Regions from separate parts of the Gossypium hirsutum genome. Here region 1 is linked to region 2. A link is a contact called in public Hi-C data. All regions are on one chromosome and are shown on one strand. The core of a region is the stretch at or near the end of the contact, and the rest is flanking DNA. Distances in the headings are between cores, read along the strand shown.

Evidence for each region. A called contact is a pair of places that touch in the nucleus more often than the background predicts.
Region 1: a contact with region 2 is called in a Hi-C map of leaf, with 1.8 times the contacts expected there. The contact joins the promoter of LOC107909740 here to the promoter of LOC107909731 in region 2. A contact is called at or near these places in 5 of 34 Hi-C or Micro-C datasets (all in leaf).

The regions. Positions count from the first base shown.
Region 1 is chrD02:58,806,559-58,812,974 of Gossypium_hirsutum_v2.1, forward strand. LOC107909740 (oxysterol-binding protein-related protein 1D) reads left to right here and starts at 2,135. Exons shown (of 8, transcript XM_016837378.2): 1 at 2,135-3,251; 2 at 4,429-4,785; 3 at 5,386-5,461; 4 at 5,781-6,247. The coding sequence starts at 2,739.
Region 2 is chrD02:58,443,308-58,450,043 of Gossypium_hirsutum_v2.1, forward strand. LOC107909731 reads left to right here and starts at 3,420. Exons shown (of 6, transcript XM_041088891.1): 1 at 3,420-3,738; 2 at 4,297-4,364; 3 at 4,463-6,593. The coding sequence starts at 3,609.

The DNA.
Region 1 (6,416 bases), core at 885-3,384, 360 kb after region 2:
TAGTATAAAAAAATATAAACTACTTTAGTTGTTTAATTTTGTAGATCTCTCCCTTTAATTAACATATATATTACTTCTAATTTTACTTACATTTATTAACTTGAAAAAGAAAAAAGAAAGAAAACGCATCGAAGCGGCTTTGAGTATTGATAATCTGCAAATGCATTAATTAAGTTATCTACAAATAATTGCACTTTAATGGCAGAGTTTCACGAGTCCAGCTCTTATAAATTTATTGTGTTAAAGCTACCCAGCTGCATGTAAACTCAAATTTATGCAAAAGGTTAATATTTGTACTTACTTTATATCTTTTTTTCTTTTTTTTTTCTTTAGATATTTAAACTTGAAAATCATACGTCAAATTGGTAATTTTTAGTACTTTTTTACGCTATTAATTTTTGTAATTTTGACCTATCATTTAATGCCATGTGTCAAAAAGAATTTCAATCTATCTTAATTTCATCTATATTTTCAATTAATTAATTTTCCTTTTTCTTTCGCATCATACAGTTCTTCGAAAACTATTCAAGTAAATCAAGTTTTCTGTCTTGTTATTTTTTACACCCTTAATCTTCTGTCCATTTCCTAAAATTTTTTATCTAAATAAGAAACCATTCAACCAACCATAGAGATTTGGGATTTTTAAGAGATAATTTTGAAAGCATTTTTAAGAGAGCTCACCAAATAAGAAACAATGGTCAATTGATGTTGGAGAAATTAAGAATCAGAGTTTGAGATTTTTTGAAGATGAATACAATTTTTTTAACCTAAAATTTTTGGAGATGAAGACTTTTTTGAACCTTAACTGATTGTTATGGCCTCACTTCTTAGCTCTCACCTATATTAGGGCACAACACTATCAAATTGTCTTGGTTGGATTTGCGAGCTCCATCTCTCAACCTCAAAATAAGATGCAATGTTGATTCTTTCTGGTATGAAGAAGAAACAAAAGTAGAGAGATTGGGGATTAAGATATGGAATTTTGGGATATTGGTTTTTGATTATTAGAAAATGAAAATTAATTTTTGGCTGAAAATTAGAGAAGAATCGAAAGTGGAGAAGATGAATTAAATAATTATTTTTATTTTTATTTTTAATTAATATAAATTAAAAGAAAAGAATTTCACATTATGTATTTTTAATACACATGTAGTAATTTAATTGATTGTTTTAAATACAGTAAGTAAGAATAAAAAGTAGTAACTTAATTTATGATTTTTAAGTTTAAATACTAGTTAAAGTTGAAAAAGAAAAAAATATAAATACAAATTGTCAAGGTAAGAAGCTTTGAATATATGAACTTATATGCAAATTCCAAACAAAATTGGGAAGTCAATTCAAACTGCATCGATGTTGACGAAGTCTTATAAAAACCAGTCGAAAGCTTTTAACTCCATTCCATATTTAATAAAATCTAATATAATTGTTGGAAAGTTTTCATACAAAACAGAAAAGTGAGTAATTTTAAATTTGTATACAAGCAATTATTTAAAATAAAAACAATTAGATTATAAAGAAAAGAGGATGAAACACAAAATTTAAAATTGAGAAACAAACAGACCTGATCCCAATCAATTCAAACTTGGTAATTTGATTTTACCCAGGCGAGTAAAACCTTTTCCTTTTTTTATGTGTTGTTGTTGAAAGCGATCCAGAGCGGGAGTGGCAGGTTTCAGTAAGCATTAGCAGCATCAGCAATGACGTTGAAATTGAATATGTCTGACCCGCATCACACTCATTAAAACCAACTTCAATGATGCTGTTGATATTTCCACTTTTATTACTTATCCCCGGTTTTACCATAGCTACCATTTACTTTCTTTAATGAGGCAGGCAGACCAAATCATTAAAAATTAATAATGATTAATGATTTGGTTAGATTAAAGTGGGTTTAATGAAATTAAGCACATATTTTATTATTATTAATTATTCAAATTGGTAAAAATGAAAAAAGCGAGTGGTCTGCCGGCCTCACTGCTGCTCTATTACGGGCATCAAAATCCCCCATCTTTTCATTCATTAATCCCTTTCACAATCAGGTAGGAAATCACCACAACACCCTTAGAAAAACATAGCCATCATTTTAATAATAAATGTGCAAGATAGGGACAAAAACGTCATTATGAGATGAACGGGAGAAGGGGCCAGATTTACCCAACGGACAAACACTCCCCCTCCAGTTCTTCAATCACACACAAAAGTGCGCACGTTAGCTGCCTCCCCCACCCACAATCATCGTCACCCCGGAAACACCAAATCGTTAAAACAACCCCCCCCCCCCAAATAAAAAAACCTCAACATTTTTAAATTTTTAATTATTTTTAGGGAAAAGAAAATCCCATGCATTTATATATTGGATTTAATTTTAATGGCGTTTAGCTTAACCTGCGCATCGAGACCTCCCTGACTCCTATACTGAAATCACTGACCACTGCCTTAAATGGATCTGTGTGCGCACTGCAACGCTTCTTTATAACTTCTCGTAACTTCCCCCTCCGCCTTTCACCTTCTATATTTCTCCGTTTCTATGTCATTTCGAAAACGTTCCGTTTCGAGCTCCGATCGGGTCTCACATTCCCTCGGATCCGGCCTGGTTCTTCCCCAATCGGAGCTTCTCCTACTGCTCTTCCGCTGCTTCTCTTTGTCCCGGGCATTTATTTGAATCCGATCCAACGTCGTCGTCTTAAATGTAAGATTTGTTTGTTTGTTGTTGTTATTGCTTTTAAGTTTGGAAAGAGATGAATCCTCTGTGCTGCATTGCTCCGGTTTCCATCGATCGTGACCGAGCTAACCCGGTGGTTACCAAATCGGGTCCGCAATGTCAGCTAAGCATCGAACCTTCCGTCAGAACAGTTAACTATTCGAAACCGAGTTTCTCCTCACAAGTCTCCTCAGTCAACGCCGACACTGACAGATCCTCGCCGTCGGTAATGAATCACACCTCCATGGCAATATTCGACGAACCTATTATCGGAGAGGTTAACGCCGCCCACGGCGTCGCCGGGATCCTGTACAAATGGGTGAATTATGGAAAGGGATGGAGGTCGCGGTGGTTCGTTTTGGAAGACGGAGTTCTCTCGTATTATAAGATTCACGGACCTGATAAGATTTTGATGAGTCCATCAAGGGAGAAGAGCGTACGAGTGATCGGCGAGGACTCGGTCCGGTATATGAGGAAAGCTAACTGGAGTAGCAATCGGGTTAACTCGGTGACAACTCAGTGCAAGCCGTTTGGTGAAATCCATTTGAAGGTTATTTTGCTTTCTCCCTTTTATCACTCAGTTCTGATTTCATTTCCGCTTTTTATGTTATTCTTATTGCCGTGGCAAAAGGGCCGGTTCTTTCGGTATTTTATTTGAAGGAAAAAGAATATACGTACCATAAACTTTCCCTTTTTGTAATTTTTAATTCTTCATATGTAGTCGTTGATGCATGCCTTGAAATTTAGTACTAGAAAATTATGTTGGAAATTCTTTAGCATTATTTCTTCCTATGCCACTTTCCTTCAATAGAGCCACTAGGAAGGTCCCATCGGACCGAAGCTAGAGACCGCGAAAGATCGGAGGATTAGTAATAGAGAAGAGAAGGTTCTTTTGGGTTAATTCTCAAAAAAGAAAATTCTGTGCTTGGATGCTTTGAAGTATGGAATAATTGTTTTTGCGAAAGTCTGCTTGTATGGTTTCTAATGTAGAGATTTCTAAGTCCCTGAGGGGTGTCCATATAGTAGATTAGCCCTTTACATACTTCTTTTGTCCATTATTGCGGCCATAACCATCGAAATATAGTTTCAGACATCCTCTTGGAGGATTAGTGGGAGTAAAGAGAAGATCCTTTTGGGTTCATTGTTAAAAAAAGAGAAGGAAATTCTGAGCTTGGATGCTTTGAAGTATGCAAGTACTTGTTTCTGCAAAAGTCTGTTTCTATGGTTTCTAATATTAAGATCACTAACATTTGCAGAAAGTCTATATAGTAGACTAGCTTTTTACATGCTTCCTTTTCCCGTTATTGTGGCAATAAGCCACCCAAATGTAATTCCGGACATTCTCTTGCAGTTGCATCATTCTGATGAACTCTTTGGAGAAAGATCAATAAGAAAGTAGACATCATTTCTAATGAGAATCAGACTGCGAAATCAGCCTACTTTATTGAAGCATGACACATACACAAGTTCTACACTTATTTTTTTTAATTAAAAAAAAAGACGATGCCCATCAGAAAGCTAAAACACACTTTGACCAAAAAAAGAAAAGAGAAAGCACATTTCAAGAGAAAGAAAGACAATGCCCTAATTCATATCATTGTTTCAACAATGAGTACTTCTCTTGCCATCCTCCACCGCTTTGACTGGCTCTTAGAAAATTAGGTTCTAATATATTTTATTCTGTTTTTGGGGAAAGATGGCTGAAAAGTTTGGAAAATAATGCTCAGGTTTCTTCGATTCGTGCAAGCAAGTCAGATGATAAAAGGCTGACCATATTCACGGGAACAAAGACTCTTCATTTGCGATGTGTGTCAAGAGAGGACAGAACTGCATGGATTGAGGCCTTGCTGGCTGCTAAAGATCTTTTCCCTAGAGTGCTGTCAAGTAATGATTTTCAACCTTCTGAGGATGTTGTCATCTCAACTGATAAGCTAAGGTCACGCTTATTACAGGAAGGCATTGGTGAGGCAGTCATTAAAGACTGTGAGTCAATAATGCTTTTAGAACTTTCTGAGATGCAAAATCAGCTCAAGGCCCTTCAACGCAAACATATTAAGTTACTGGACACCTTGCGGCAATTAGAGGTACATTTGATTTGCCATTGTAGAATTGCATGATTCAGTAATCAAATATATGGAAGAAAGAAGATAGCATTGACCTGTATTCTTTAAACTCTCTTCCGATATGCCCTTGTAGCTTGAGTTGATATGAATTATCTAATGTTCTGCCTATATCATAGATTGTGGTGTTGGTAATTTGATCTTGATGTAAGATATATGACACAGCAACTTAAGAATCAGTTGAATTTGTTTTGGACACTTTATTAGTATGTTCTGCCAATCTCATAGATTGTGGTGTTTGTAATTTGGTCTTAAGATATTTGAAACAGCATTTAAGAATCACTTTAATTTGGTTTAGACGCTTAATTAGTATGTTACTATGCATGAATAAATTTATAGGAGGCTATCACAATAACGAAAATCTCCCTTATTTTTAAATGTTGTATTTTACTAAAATATGCAGAGCCATTTTCCCTTTTCACCTATTGCCTTGTATTTTCATATTCGTTTACTTGTCTTATGAAGTTATATTATCTACATGAGTCTTTTCTTGAATATGAATAAAGTCAACTCTGTAAAAATTTTCTTTTGATGTGTAATTTCCATCTTCTGACTTGTTTGCAGACTGAGAAATTAGAGCTGGAAACTACTGTAGTTGATGAAACAAAGGAACGCAAGTCATATTGTGGACGATTTAGTGGTTAGATTTGCTTTTAATTATAGTAAATTTCTTTTTGTAATTCCCCCCCTTTCACATGTCAGTCTGTGTAACATTTATTAAGCATTGCAGAATTATTTGTGGGCAAATTATTATTTCATAATTTTAAGTGGGAAATTTGATTGGGAGCCCTAGATCACATGTTGGTTGAATGATTGCTTGATTGACTGCAGGAAGATTTAGCTAAATTACTCTAGAAAAGTGACTTTTCCATGAAGAGAAGTTACATGATTAGATTCTTTTCCTTACCCAGTGTTCTGTAGATATAGAAGTTGAACAACTCTCTTGCTTTATGTTTCAGATTTCTACTCTGTCATGTCAGAAGGTAGTGCAACTGATTCTGATGCGGATAATGAAAGTCAAGATGGTGCAGATGTTGAAACAGATGAAGATGATGGAATATATTTTGATACAAATGACTTTTTGTCTTCAGAAGCTTTAAGAAGTGCTTCCTATCGGTGTAGAGAAAGTGGAAGTGGCTGTGTGTTTGACAAAGATGCTTCATTTTCTGATTGTGTGTGGGGGCCTGAAAAGGAAATCAGGATCATTCAATATCCTTATGTCAAAAGAAGGGATAACCTGCCAGAACCAAAGGAGAAAGAGAAGCCAGTTGGCTTGTGGTCTATTATCAAGGATAATATCGGAAAGGATTTATCTGGTGTCTGTCTTCCTGTGTACTTTAATGAACCACTCTCTTCACTGCAGAAATGCTTTGAGGATTTGGAGTATTCATACTTGGTTGATCGAGCCTTGGAATGGGGAAAGCAGGTCAGGTCCTCAGCTCTGCTTTCTTTTGTGGCAAAGAAGTTTTAAAGCATGATCTGCTAGTTTCTTTAATCCAGGTAGATTATATACTGACTTTATGTAGATTAGCATATTAGAAGGTGCCAATACACTTTAGGCTTTTAGTTTGAAGTTGTCTCCTTTATCATTAACA
Region 2 (6,736 bases), core at 2,170-4,669:
AACATCTTTTGAATGTCATTCCACCATAATTTCAGTGATGGATTAAAATAGATTTCCATAGATAAAGAAAGTTTTTTTTTAATTTTTTATTGCTGTCAATATAGGGTTAAATTCCTCAGTAAAGTCACTCTTTATAATTATTTACTCATTGCTCTATGCTGGCGGTAGTTATGAATGGTTACCATAAGTAAAAAGAATTTATGATTTTTATATTCTTTAAATAATTATTTAGAGAATTTTCATAATTAAATTTTATTATAATATTAATAATTTAAAAAACATTAAATAATAAAAATAATTAAAAACACTAGTAAATGAAGAAAAAAATTATCTTATAATTTATAAATTTGTACATTATCTCACATCAAATTTGTTATGCAACATAAAAGGTTCAAGTATAACAATTTTGACTGTTGCTAACATAAATACGAAAGGCCAATCACAAATACATGCCTACCAAACTTGATGACATCTCAATCAAAACCAATCCCAATTTCGTTTAGCAGTAAAAACCAATCCCAATCTCCAACATATTTTGATATCTTCTTAATGCCTTCAACCTGAAAACTTCAGATAATCAGAAAGTGTGATTGTTGAAAGATTTCTTCTTCTTTATATATATATATATACACTAAGAATGAAAGCAAGCTCACTTGCACAGATAAAACCTTGCTTTCGATGAAATCGAACATCTAAGCGTCACTGTTTTGCTTCGCTATCTGTCGTGAGAGGTAAGACCAATAGGTTAGTTGCAGACTCAAACATCTCAACTACAGCTATGGTATATGGCTATAAGTATATTGTGCAAGCTCAAAATATTGTTAGTATATTTTTATATAAAACTTAAATATTTTATTGAAATAATATCTTAACTAAAATTTATTATTTTTATTTCCTTTAGGAATAGAATTAATTTACTAAAATTTGAGAAAAAAGTTATTATTAAAGAACTAATTTAGAAAAAATAGTGTACTTCATATTTTACTGTGTTGTGTTATAGATGAAAAGTTGTTATAGAAGGTAAGAATATAACATAAAAAAAATTGGTTCTACAACAAACTTGACTGTTATGGAGAGAATTGACTGTATACATTTTAAATTGAGAGTAATTTAGGCTTAATAATTATTTAGAATTTAGAGATTTTATTAAATAAAATTAGAAAAGGTAAACTATAGTCACAAATCTTTGGTGAATTTTCTCTTTTTTTTTTTGCCATTAAACTATGAAAAGTTATGTTTTGGTCATTAATATTATCGAGTTATAATGTTTTGGTCTCTCATCCTGCCATTAAATCCATGAGGAAAAAGTGATTGTGGCACTTTAACTCAAGGGTTAATATCTAACTTGACCCTTGAACTATAGCAAAACATTCAACTTGGTCCTTTTACAATTTTTTTACTCATAATTCTAAAACAATTATTGGGAAATCCTAAAAATATAAAAAGTTCTTTAAAAATTAAGAAAAATATTTATTTTTAAAACTATAAAAATATTTTTTAAAATTAGAATTATGTAAAAAATCATAAAATCCTTTAAAAATTTCATTATTTATTTCTTAGAAATTATATAAAAAAATTAAAATTGTAATCATGTAAAAAAATTGACGGAAACAACAACAAATTATTAAGTAGTGGAGTAAGTTTTTGTTTCCATAATCCAAACCCAATAATGTTACAAAAAACCAAACAAAAGTTGTTAGATAAACAACAAATTGGATGAGTGTGTAATGTATATGTGAGGTAAATTATTGTAAAAACATCAAACTTCAGCATAGTCATCGTGATATGCGCATGAAAGAGATAGACCCCATCATGAATCACATTTCTAAGCTTTAGCAAATATTTCATCTCCTCCGCGCTGCCTCACACCGCCACCTGCAGCCTCCCATTTGTCTTCCGCACATGGAAAAACAAATTACATGCTATTGCTGCTGCTACCTGAATTAAACATTACATCAGCCATATCTGCTACTGTCAGATACTCGACAACATCCCTTCCATATCAACTAACCGTAGCGGAGCCACCTCCTGCCGATGAACCAGCACCGCCACTATCTCTTCCACCTAAATCTGAACCAAGACTAAATTCCATTGAAAGCCAGCTTCCAAAAGGAACTCTTGATGATAATGATGAAGAAGTTCGTTTTCTAGTTATATATTTTATTAATTTTAATTTTTTTACATAATTATATTTTAAAAATATTTTTAAAAAAATGAATTTTTAGAATTTTTAAATATTTTTTTGATATTTTTAATTTTTAAATAAAATTTGGAATTTATGATATTTTAAAGGATATTTTGATTATTTTTAAGATTTTTTACTTTATTATAAGTTTTAAAAAACATATTTTTAATTTCAAAAAATAAATAATGAAATTTCAGAATTTTTTAAAGATATTTTTGATAAATTTTTAGAATCATCATTAAAAAAAAAGTTGTAAAAGGACTAAATTAAATGTTTTAGCTATAGTTTAAGGGTTAAATTAGATATTAACCTTTAGATTAATATGCCATGTAACTTTTTCGTTAAGGATGTAACCCTCACTAACGAACGAGTGACCAAAACTTTATAACTTGATAATAATAGTAACCAAAACGTAAATTTTTATAATTCAGTGGCAAAAAGAAAAAAAAATTGAATAAAGTGACTACTTATGTAGTTAACCCATAAAATTATTATAGGAAAGAATTATTTAAATTAATTTTTTATGTAACATACTGTAATAAAGTAAAATATAAATTATTAAAGTAAATGAATAAGATTTTTAAACTAATTTTCATAAAATTAAAAATATTAAATAGAAAACACATGTTATTTATATAAAGTTATACAGATGTCGAAAGTGTAGACTATCCATATCGGATTTTTGTCAGCTTCGGTTATATAAGAAATAAAAAAAAAGGTAAAAGTAATTTCTCACGATTTTAGGAAGATTTAAATTTTTACGCAATTAATAATTTTTTTTAAAAACAATCAAATAATTCTTCAAAAAAGGTCAAGAGAATATTACTTTTTCAGTGAGAAACTTTGACTTTTGTTATTTATATAAGATTATATTTACCCAAGTATTTAGAAAAATGGGGAAGGTGAATTTTTATAATTAAAAACAAAATATGAAAATTAGTATTTTTATTATCTTTAATATAATTGGTATTGAAATATATTTAAGGTAAATGATTAAAAATATAATCAATTTAAAATTAAAAATACATTATATTTATTAAATAACACGACAAGGTATTCAAGTGTAAAAAAAATAAAAAAAAAATTCTCACTATGATATATCCAATAATCATAAAAAAATGGAGATTAGGTGAAGCCTAACCCAGTTCCTATTTATATGGGTTAAGTTTACTAATCTGGAACTCAAATATAAAAACAGGCCCATTCTCACTACTTCAGTTTTAAAGGACAAGACAGGCTTCAACATGTTCTAGTTAGTTTGTTTCGCATGCCGCCATTTAGGCCAAAGTCTGTTCGTCTTCCACACTAACAAAACCCCCCTCATTCCGCAAAACTCTACTTCCTTTTCCTTTTCCTTTTCTACTTAAAACTCGAAACCCTTTTTTCCCCGGTTCTAGGTCGCCGTCTTCCTTTGAAAAAGGAAATGGAAAAGCCGGATTCCACCTCCGGTTGCGGTTGTTCCGATGTCTACCACAGTATTTTCATTGATACCAACCTTGATACTCACCTCGCCATGATCGTCTCCGACTCCGAAACCGTTTCCGATCTTAAAAGTATGACTTTCTCCCTTTCCCCTCTCATCTTTGATTTCTTGGTGTTTTGGTTTACCATTTGTCTTTTTAAGTAAATTTTCATTCTTTGCTTTTGGAGGATACAAATTTATCTTCTTTAAAGTACTAAAGCAACGTTATGGGTTAGACTTTGTTTATTTTTCAATACCAGTTCAGAGTGTTCATCCATTTGAGACCTCAAGGATCAGAACTTGAATAGGAAATCTAAAATTTCCCCTGTAATTAACCTAAAATTGGGTGAATTGAAGTGCTGAAGTTGTTGTAGCCATTGAGAATTCCTCTAGAATGCTTGAACAGGAAGAAATGGTGCATTGTTTTGATATGTAGAATGTAGATATAGTTATGTTATGGAAGTTATGTATTATTTCTCCTTGTGCTTTATCATTCTCAAAAATAGTCACTGGTTCTAGTCGTCTAACATATTTTGATCTTAATTTAGTTTATCAACTTTTAGTAACTGGCGTATCAACTTCATCTTTAAGATCAAGTGATGTAAAGTTCTGTTTTAGTTAGTAATATCTATGTGCTGCTGATTTGCAGAAAAGATACTGTATGAACACCCGTTGTGCTTTCCCAACATTGGGGAGATAAAGATTAATGCGTTAAAGGTTGTTGCTGTATCTTGTACTGTTATGATGCTACTTGTTAAGGATGTCTTATTGTTGATTTAAAGTTTACATTGACATGGCTTTGTTAACATGAATAGGTAAAGCGCAAAGGATTTCTTTATCACCTTTCTGATTCCATGTTTGTGAAAAGTGCTTTTGGTGGAGTGAGCAGGAGTTGGTTTCTTTTGGTTGATGCCTCGAGTGCTAAAGAGCATAGGGAAAATCATAATTCCATTGAACCTGATGCTGGCAACATTGTATCCTGCTTCGGTACCGGAATTAATAATTATTCGGTTGATGTTGTTGATCTTCTACCTGTTGATACAGCCAAAAGATTGTCCAATGTCAATGATGCACCTTTGCCACAAGACAGAGATGACTGTCATGCAAAACAGAATTCTGCATCTCAACAGTTTGGTTTTAGTAATTCCACCAAAGAAAACTCAGAAAATTTGTGTAAGGAAGCTGAACATACAGCTGATAGTAATAATCAGGTTTCGTTCCCTGCTACCAACACGGGGTCAAGGCCGAAGTTACAGTCGAAAGATGTTGGAGATGACAAAATATTTGAAGATCTAGAAGCTTCTGTGGCTACATCTGTTTTAAAGGAAAAGCAGAAAACTAAAAAGAGAAACAAATATGCCATCCACCATGATTCTAAAGTAAATGGTGCTTTAGTTGTTGAATCTGGGAAAGATGCTTTGGATTCGGGCTGTGTACTTGAGGAAAATTTGATTCATAATGGACCAAGTTTGGCTTTGAATGACGCAAATCTGGGAAACCAAATTCATGTGGATGAAACCTCTCGGAGTTTGTCTTCTGACAGAAATAAGAGGTCAACTGCTAGGAAAAGGATGGCTGTTGAGGGAATAAACGTTCCAGGAGAACATTCTGAATTGGAAACTGATAAACATAAAGATGTTGCTCACAAGGACCAGGAACATGAGTCAAAAGAAGATTCCTTTCAATCTCGGCCTGCATCGAAGAAAAAGCGCAAAGCCGAGAAGAAAGATGTTAATGACAATTCTTTAATAGAAAATGGAGAACAAGTTACTGATCTCAATACTGCAACCTCTGACTGCACTTTAGGTCAGAAACTGGAAAATACGAGGGCTGTCGTAGACCCCTTGAATACTGAATCTGTAAAACAAAACCATTTGTCGACGGCCAATGCAAGCGGTGGGAAGAAGAACAGGAAAAGGCAAAAATCAAATCCTAGTCAAGTTGGTAGTGATGTCTCTTCTGCAAAAGATGTTCATGCGGAAACTTTTCAGGCTGTAGAAGCCAATAAAGACAAAGATTTGGGCAGTAAAGGTGATCCAGTTTCTTTTCTTGGAAAATGTTCTGCAGGTGGAGAAATATCTGAACCTGGTCTGATCTCTTCAATGAAAATGCAGGAAGTTAGTGAAACAAATCAAGTGCCCCAGAGAAACAAATATGCCATTCACCATGATTCTAAAGAAAATGGTGCTTTAGTTGTTGAATCTGGGAAAGATGCGTTGGATTCAGGCTGTGTACTTGAGGAAAATTTGATTCATAATGGACCAAGTTTGGCTTTGAATGATGCAAATCTGGGAAGCCAAATTCATGTGGATGAAACCTCTCGGAGTTTGTCTTCTGACAGAAATAAAAGGTCAACTGCTAGGAAAAAGATGGCTGATGGGGGAATAAACGTTCCAGGAGAACATTCTGAATTGGAAACTAATAAACATAAAGATGTTGCTCACAAGAACCGGGAACATGAGTCAAAAGAAGATTCCTTTCAATCTTGGCCTGTATCAAAGAAAAAGCGCAAAGCCGAGAAGAAAGATGTTAATGACAATTCTTTAATAGAAAATGGAGAACAAGCTACTGATCTCAATACTGCAACCTCTGACTGTACTTTAGGTCAGAAATTGGAAAATACGAGGGCTTTCGTAGACCCCTTGAATGCTAAATCGGTAAAACAAAACCATTTGTCGACCGCCAATGCAAGCGGTGAGAAGAACAGGAAAAGGCAAAAATCAAATCCTAGTCAAGTAGGTAGTGAAGTCTCTGCTGCAAAAGATGTTCATGTGGAAACTTTTCAGGCTGTAGAAGCCATTGAAGACAAAGATTTGGGCAGTAAAGGTGATCCAGTTTCTTTTCTTGGAAAACGTTCTGCAGGTGGAGAAATATCTGAACCTGGTCTGATCTCATCAATGAAAATGCAGGAAGTTAGTGAAACAAATCAAGTGCCCCACTCGGGGGGTAAGTTCCCACTTATATGCAATTTATTTACAGCCCCCCCCCCCGGGGTCCCCCCTGTCCCCAAAAAAAAATCTTTTCCATTTCAACCATAGGATTAATAGAAATAATACACAAGAAATAACCTTTTCTAGTATTAATACCGA